3 separate regions of the Sus scrofa genome follow, and regions 1 and 3 are each linked to region 2. Evidence: chromatin contacts called from public HiChIP or PLAC-seq data. All regions are on one chromosome and are shown on one strand. Each heading gives the region's core, a stretch centred on a gene start, on an enhancer-like site or on the middle of the called end of the contact. The rest is flanking DNA. Distances are from core to core; before and after follow the strand shown. Region 1 has its middle 140 kb from the start of LPP. Region 2 overlaps LPP (lipoma-preferred partner). Region 3 overlaps LPP (lipoma-preferred partner).

Region 1 (2,700 bases), core at 96-2,595, 410 kb before region 2:
AGATGACCTCTTGCTGTCCTTCCAAAACCTAGATTTGAGCCTCATCTGGATCAAGATGAAGAACTGCCATTATTTCCCCACCAGCTCTTTAGTTTTTGCCCTCTCTTTCCACACTTTTTCTTCTTGCCTTCCTCCCAAATTACCAAATGCACAAGTACTCCAAACCACAGAATTTAAGAAAAAAAATTCAGGGCCATTTCTCTCCTACTTTCTAGTGCAGATTAACTCAGGATCATTTCAGCTCTTCCGCTACAGAATTCTAATCCATGTAATAATACCTCGGAACTTATTTTATTTATTTTTGTCTTTTTAAGGCCACACCCACAACATATGGAGGTTCCCAGGCTAGGGGTCGAATTGGAGCTGCAGCTACCAACCTATACCACAGCCACAGCAACGCCAGATCCTTAACCCACCTGAGTGAGGCCAGGGATCAGACCCGAGTCCTCATGTATATTAGTGGGGTTCATTAACCACTGAGCCACGACGGGAACTCCCAGAACTTATTTTAAAATATTTATCAACATACACTTTTCACCAACTCTTAGTGTTCTTTAGAATTTACATGGCTTTTCTCTCCATTTAAGTCAGATATCTCCAATGCATATCTTTGGCATGTTAATATCAGATTACAGCACAGAGAGGACCAGGGGGCTGCTCTGTGCAAAGCCTAAGAGGTCATCGTATTAATCAATTGGATAGAAGATTAATATATTCATTCAACACACACTTACTAATCACTTAACCTGAACTCCTGCAGTGCTTGAGATCCAGGAGCATGTACTTGTGATGAGAATACTATCCGCATCTTCCACTTAGACCGCGAGGCCCTTCAGAAGACTCTGATCTCAGCTTGCCACTCCCTGTCTTAGGACATTGAGCAACTCCCCTCCCTCCTCTGGGCTTCAGGTTCCCCATTGTGGCAGGTGGGTAAACAGAGCATTCTAAATCCTTCAATTCACCTTCTTCAAACTCAGTTCAGAAGCATGGATTAAGCACAGAACATAAGAGCTACTAGACAAGTTCAAAAAAAGGAGGGATCAAGTGTTATTTCAAAGAAATCAGGTCATTGCTGAAGCTGGGCGATGGGCACCCAGAATTTCACCATACAGCTTGTCCACTTATGTGCATATTTGGAAATAGCCCTACTAAAAAGAAGAAAAACAAAGAGAAGGAAACCCAGCAGGCTTCACATAGCAGGTAGCTGCTGAGCAGAACTGCAGCATGGGTAGGATTTCAATGAACCGACACTGGGTCAGGGGCCATTCCAGGCTGGGGCACATCGTGAGCCAAAGCATTGAGACTGGAAAATATAAGACATTCACAAAGGACTGGGAGTGGTCATGTGTGGCTGCAGCTCAGGATGCAAGAGGGGCGGGGAGGGAACCCAGCTGGAAAGGTATCATGGAGTCAGAGCTGAAGGGTCTGGAGAAACAGAGTGTTAAACTCAATTCCAAGGGAAAGTGACTTCACTGGTTAAGCTCGAGTTGGCTCTACCCCTTGTCAGTCAGGCCCCGGGAGAAGGGCCTGTGGCAGAAACTGGCGGAGAAGGAGGCTGGCAGCACCACCAGGCTTGTTTCTTCACCAGGAAACAAGGTTTCCTGTAACTCAGACCCATGAATCAGCATTTCCTCTGTCAATAATACACAGCAAGAAAGGCAACAGCACCGGGCTGGGGGCAATGGAAGAAAGGAAGGAATATTCCATGACACGGCTAGGCTCTGTTCTCTTTTCCCCTCATGAAACACTCCTGATAAGCTCCCAAGTAACACTCGGGTTTCATAAGATAAGTTCCTCAGACAGCCTCACGGTAGCACATGAAAATTAAGTCCTACAGGACACCCAGCTCTCTTGTCATGTTATGAGTTTCTATCACTGTTGGTTAAGGAAGATCACGTTCAAATTCTTTCATTATGTGATAACTAAACATTAATATAACAGTATTTTATTCCTGCTGGGGTTTGAGTGTGTGTGCGATTTGCCTTTTAGTTTTTACACACCCCTGTGCAATATTTTGTTTGACTCTCGTGATAATCCTATAAGGTGCAAAGGGGACATTATACCTATTTCACAAGGGCAGATGCGCAGGCAGGGAGATGGAATGCTTCTTCCCCGGCAGATCTGTTTTAAAGATGCCAGAATTGATACCAACTCCTCAAACTCCATTCAGAGTTTCTTTTTTAAAAAAATTTAAGGCTATGCTCCATTTATAGTTATTATAAACATTGGCTATATTCCCCCATGTTGTACGATATATATCTGTGTAACTTATTTTATATCTAATAGTTTGTACTTCTTAATTTCCTCCCCCTGACCCCTCTCGCCACTGGTAACCACTAGTTTGTTCTCTGTATCTGTGAATCTGATTCTTTTTTGTTATATTCACTCGTTTGTTTTATTTTTTAGATTCCACATATAAGTGATATCATACTGTATTTGTCTTTCTCTGTCAATTCAAGGTTCTTTTCAAGATCACAGACTTTTAATTAATTATATCAATTAACTGTTCATTTTAAATATATTTTACAAGTATTAAATTAATTAATACTATACTTAATTTATTTTTTTTATTTTATTTTAATTTTTGTGTGTGTGTCTTTTGTCCTTTTAGCGCCACATTGCGGCATATAGAGGTTCCCAGGCTAGGGGTCCAATCGGAGCTGTAGCCACCAGCCTACGCCAGAGCCACAGCAACACCAC
Region 2 (2,700 bases), core at 126-2,625:
TCTGCCTTCTTAAGTCTTTGCCTTCTGAGTTAACACAGAAAATCTGATCTTTCCACTTGAGGGCTTTTCTTAGTCAAATACTATAAAGTAGCTAGAAACAGAGCTAACTCTTGAAGGCTGGTTTGCAGTATGTTAGAAAATCTAAGAGAAGTTGAAAGCCATGAATGAAGTTGGGAGCCACAGTTGCTCTTTTGTCCTTGGAAATAAGAGTTTCAAGACTTTCACTCTATTGTACCTCCATCCCATGACTCCATGAACATCTCTGCTCTTTCTTTCTTCTGTACATCAGATCCCATAGACTGAATTAACAAGTGACTCCAAGGATGGTAAATTTTCATAATTGGTCCTTTAAGAACTTCTCTCTTGTCCTTGTCTTCATTTTTCCTTTAATTTTTTTTTTCTTTGACTCATCCTTCATCGTCATTTCCCTTCTAACTCATAGATCCCTGCTTTAATGTGTTTGGAGTAGTCCTTATATATGCATACATCTTTAGACATATATAGTATTTTGATTTACCTAATAATGATGCCTAATGATTATCACATGCTAAGTTTTGTCCCAAGTCTTTTACACATATTAAATTCAGTAATTTTCACAACCAACTCTCTAAGGCAGGAGCTATTATCTAACTGGTTTTATAGATTAGAAAACTGAGCACAGAGAAGTTGCTTTCCCAAAGTCACATAGCTGGCAAGCTTATAGCTGAGCCAGGATTCAAACCCAAGCAGTCTGACTCTGCACATCTCATTCTTGGCTGCTTTGCTCTAATGCCTATAGATTGTGATACTGTGCTATTACAATATATAGATAACAATTGTGGAGGATTTAGGTTTTATCAGACACTTCTTGTATGGGTTAAATTGTTTAATTTGAATAGTTCTAAAATACTGGTATTAATTTTTTTTAACAAATGAGAAAAAATTGCCTACACTTCAAAACTGGGCAAATATATGTGAGATACATTTAATCATATACACAAAGAACATTCAATGAGCATGTAATGGTTGGGACCCCTGCCCCATTTCTGATACACACTCTTGCCCCCAGAATGGGAACTACCACTCCATTATTACTAATGGATTAAATAATTATATTAATTTGCAGATCTTAGCTCAGGTTTGTGACTAGGAGTAGCATGCTTGGTCACAGTACATTCTCATATTCAATTTCACTGTGTTATGCCTTTTTTTTTTTTTTTAATGCTTACAAGCTGCACCAGGGTTCATTTCCCCCAGTAAAACATTAGGATTCGTGTTTTCTCCAACACATTGTATCATGTGATTTTATAATTTTTACAAATATGATGGGTGTAGAGTGGTAACTTCCAGTTTCTGCTTCTATTCTACACATGATAAGCTTACTCATTCTCTCAAAATTACAGGGGCAACAGGTTTGTTTCACAATGGCAAAGTATCCATTTATGGTCACATAGATCTCTAGGATTGTGGTCATGAGAATCATTTTGCCAGCAGGGTTTGTGGGAGGGAACAGATTCTCTGAGGAAGTAGTGTTATCAAGGCAGATTTCTCTACTGATGCTCCTCCATCGTGTGAGGGGAGGTCTTATTTCATTCCTCCATTTTTCCCAAAGAGTGACAACCATATCTTGGGAACTTTTCCAGGTACTTGGGAATGCAGTTGTGAGCAAAATGGGCGTGACCTTTGTTTTCTTGGAACCTCTAGTCTAGTTGCTGGGATAGCTGTTAATCAAGCACTCATGCTGACATGAATCATGGCCAGTGCTATGAAGGGGAGACAGGAGCTCTGGAATATAATAGGGGTAGCTAATGTGCTTATGCTTATTTGGTGCAAGCATTTGGGGATACTGTATGTTGGGAAAGTTATAGGTTAAGGTAAAGTGGTGGGGAAGAATATTCAGACAGAAAGAATAATATGTGCAGAGATCAAGAGCAAGACAGAATCTGGTATCTTTAATGAATGGCAAAATCAGTGTTGTTTTGAAGGCTTTTATTCATTTATTTAACACATTTCTGTAGAGTGATTATTGTAATTCAGAATATGTTAGCCAACAAGACATAGCACTGAGGGGTGAGTGAGATGAACCTGGATTTGCAGGCAAGGGGTTCTATCCTGCACTCATGCTTCTAATTAGCAGCCCATGGTCCAGTGACCTTTATTTGCTTTTGTTTATTAATGATTTCAGATCTCTCTTAACTTTCTGTTTACCTTTATCATGAGGTGGTACAGTTTGTCTGAGACCCTCTTCAACAGTGTCCTATATAAAATTTTGTCTTACTATCACAAAGAGATGCATTTTTTTGTAACGATTTTTATTTTTTTCCATTATAGCTGATTTACAATGTTCTGTCAATTTTCTGCTGCACAGCAAGGTGACCCAGTCACACATACATGTATACATCCTTTTTTCTCACATTATCATGCTCCATCACAAGTGACAAGACATAGTTCGCAATGCTATAGAGCAAGATCCCATTGCTTATCCATTCCAAAGGCTATAGTTTGCATCTATTAACTCCAAGTTCCTAGTCCATCCCACTCCCTGCCCCTCCCTCTTGGCAACCACAAGCCTGTTCTCCATGTCCATGATTTTCTTTTCTTTGGAAGGGTTCATTTGTGCCATGTATTAGATTCCAGATATAAGTGAAATCATATGGTATTTGTCTTTATCTTTCTGACTTACTCCACTTAGTATGAGAGTCTCTAGTTCCCAAATGAAAA
Region 3 (2,700 bases), core at 119-2,618, 290 kb after region 2:
AGAAAATACAATCTCTTCAATAAATGTTATTGGAAAAACTGGATCTCTCTATATGCAAAAGAATAAAATAACCGCTTTCCCACACCATGTACAAAAATAAACTTAAAATGGACTAAAGACTTAAATTGTAAGACCTGAAACTATAAAACTAAAAAAAATAGGAAGTACAGTTTTTGGCATTAATTTTAACAATATTTTGAGGTGGATCTGTTTCCTCAGCGCAACAAAAGCAAAAATTAACAAATGGGACTACACTAAAATTTTTAAATGTTTGCACAGTGAAAGAAAACATCCAAAAATGAAAATCAACTTAATGAATAGAATATATTCATAAATCATATTCTGATAAGGAGTTAATAGACAAAATGTGTAAGAGCTCATACAATTTAACATCAAAAAAAATAAATGGTCTGATTGAAAAACGGGCAGTGGCTCTGAACAGACTTCTAAAGAAGAAATACAAATGACCTACAGGCACAAGAAAATATGTTCAGCATCACTAATCATCAGGGAATTGCAAATTTAAACCACAATGAATGATATTACCTTACAACTCTTAGAATGGCTATTATATCAAAAAGACAAGAAATGACAAATGTTGGCAAATATGTGGAGAAATGGGAACCCTGGTACACTGTTGGTGGGAATGTAGATTAGAACAGCCACTATGAGAAATTCTATGGAGTTTCCTCAGAAAAATAAAAATAGAGCTATTGTACAATCCAGCAATTCCGCTTTTGGTATTTATCCATAGAAAATGAAAACACTACTTTAAAAAGAAATATGCAACCCAATGTTTATTGCAGCATTATTTATAATAGCCAAGATATGGAAGTGACCTTGTGCATTGATAGATGAATGTATAAAAAAAGAATGGAATATTCAGACATAAAATACAAATGAAATCTTACCGTTTGTCACAGAATGGATGTACCTTATGCTGAGTGAAATGAGCCAGACCTCTCACCCCACCTCCCCCAACAAAGAAGATGTACTATATAATTCAATTTTTATGAAATCGTAGAAAGGGAAAATTTAATCTATAGTAACAGAAAACAGTCTTTGGTTTTCTGAAGCTGGAGGAGAGGGCTGACTCTAATGGAACACAAGGAAACTTTTCAGGGTAATGCAAATAATCTAGAACTTGATTGTGATAGTTGGAAGTGTCTATGAATTTCTTAAAATTTGTCAAAACACATATAAAATGGGTTCAGTGATTACTTGAAAATTATACCTCAATTTTAATAAACTACAAAATGCATATTTCATTTTTTTTTGTTATATGAACAAAGCTTATTGAGTAAGGGCTGTTGGCTTTGTGTGTGGTGTGTCATAGTGCATAGTGTTGTCATGGGTCCTCTACAATTTCCAATTTGGGTTCCTTTAAAGGAGAAGGAGAATTTAAAGGCGCTTGTGAAACAATATGAATGCAAAATGCTTTACAATTTTTAAGCTTTTTTTTCCTTAAATCTTAAAGCTGCTTATCCATACCTTACTGAATAAATTTTTTTTCTAAATGAGGTTTCTATGGAAGTTTTCAAAACATTCTATTTAGATATTATTTTTTTAAATTAAAACATTTTCACTCTTTTTTTGTTAATTTACACAGTAGTCGACTAAATAGTATTATTACAATAACTATAAATTGTACAACTATAAATTAATAAATTCATTGAGTAATAAAAAATAATAACAATAAAAAGAAGAATGTATGTTCAGCTGCATTTAAATGAACTACTCTGTACAGATCTATCAAATCTATCTGTTCTAATGTTTTATTTAGGACCGTGGTTTCCTTGTTGACTTTCTGTCTGGATGATCTGTTCATTGGTGTAGGTGAGGAGTTAGAGTCCCTTACTATATTTTTTTGGCCTCGCTCATGGCATGTGGAAGTTCCCGGGCCAAGGATCGAAACTGTATCACAGCAGCAATCCAAGCCACTACAGTGACAATGCCAGATCCTTAACCTGCTGAGCCACCAGGGAACTCCTGTTATATCTTCTTGATGAATTGTCCCCTTTGTCATTATATGATGTCCATTATTATCTTTTAAAAAATGTTTTTATTAAAGTATAGTTGATTTAAAAGATTAAATTAAATTAAATTAAAACATTTTCACTCTTTTTTGTTAATTTACATAATAGTCAACTAAATAGGATTGTTACAATAACAAGTTCAAATGGTATGAGTAGGTTTGGATCAAATCCAACCGACTCAGTAGCAGATTGGAAAAGGAGTCAGGCTGTGCATAGTGTCTTTTATTGGTTGTGCACAATGACACATGACTGAGTGGCCACTGGGATGGGAATTGGAGTCCTAGTTTTACACACAGTGCCTGACATGTAATATGTGCTCAATATCTGCTTGATGTGAATATTTACCTTTATTTATTTATTTTTTGTCCTTTTTTTTTTTGGATCTTTTTTTTTGCCTTTTTCTAGGGCCGCTCCTGCAACATATGGAGATTCCCAGGCTGGGGTCAAATCGGAGCCGTAGCCACCGGCCTACGCCAGAGCCACAGCAATGCGGGATCCAAGCCAAGTCTGCAACCTACACCACAGCTCCCGGCCAGGGATCAAACCCTCAACCTCATGGTTTCTAGTCGGAGTCACTAACCACTGTGCCACGACGGGAACTCCAATGAATATTACCTTTATGTTGTCCATCACAAGTCTTAAGGATTTGATAGTAGGTGCTCAG

The links. HiChIP or PLAC-seq counts read pairs in DNA pulled down with a chosen protein or histone mark.
Region 1: a contact with region 2 is called in an H3K27ac HiChIP or PLAC-seq map of alveolar macrophages. The contact joins two enhancer-like sites. A contact is called at or near these places in 1 of 47 Hi-C or Micro-C datasets (skeletal muscle) and 2 of 2 datasets of contacts at active chromatin or transcription factors (alveolar macrophages and skeletal muscle).
Region 3: a contact with region 2 is called in an H3K27ac HiChIP or PLAC-seq map of alveolar macrophages. The contact joins two enhancer-like sites.

What each region holds. Positions count from the first base shown.
Region 1 is chr13:125,639,851-125,642,550 of Sscrofa11.1, forward strand. No RefSeq gene overlaps it. Among named protein-coding and RNA genes, the nearest start is that of LPP, 140 kb to the right of the region's middle. Within about 2 kb of position 1,346, at least 20 of the 83 cell types and tissues checked have an H3K27ac peak or open chromatin away from gene starts, as enhancers often do. A contact at or near this core is called in alveolar macrophages, where this site is marked.
Region 2 is chr13:126,049,391-126,052,090 of Sscrofa11.1, forward strand. All of the region lies in intron 3 of LPP (lipoma-preferred partner), which reads left to right. Among named protein-coding and RNA genes, the nearest start is that of MIR28, 230 kb to the right of the region's middle. Within about 2 kb of position 1,376, at least 5 of the 83 cell types and tissues checked have an H3K27ac peak or open chromatin away from gene starts, as enhancers often do. A contact at or near this core is called in alveolar macrophages, where this site is marked.
Region 3 is chr13:126,341,878-126,344,577 of Sscrofa11.1, forward strand. The region is part of intron 7 of LPP (lipoma-preferred partner); the gene reads left to right. Among named protein-coding and RNA genes, the nearest start is that of MIR28, 61 kb to the left of the region's middle. Within about 2 kb of position 1,369, at least 1 of the 83 cell types and tissues checked has an H3K27ac peak or open chromatin away from gene starts, as enhancers often do. A contact at or near this core is called in alveolar macrophages, where this site is marked.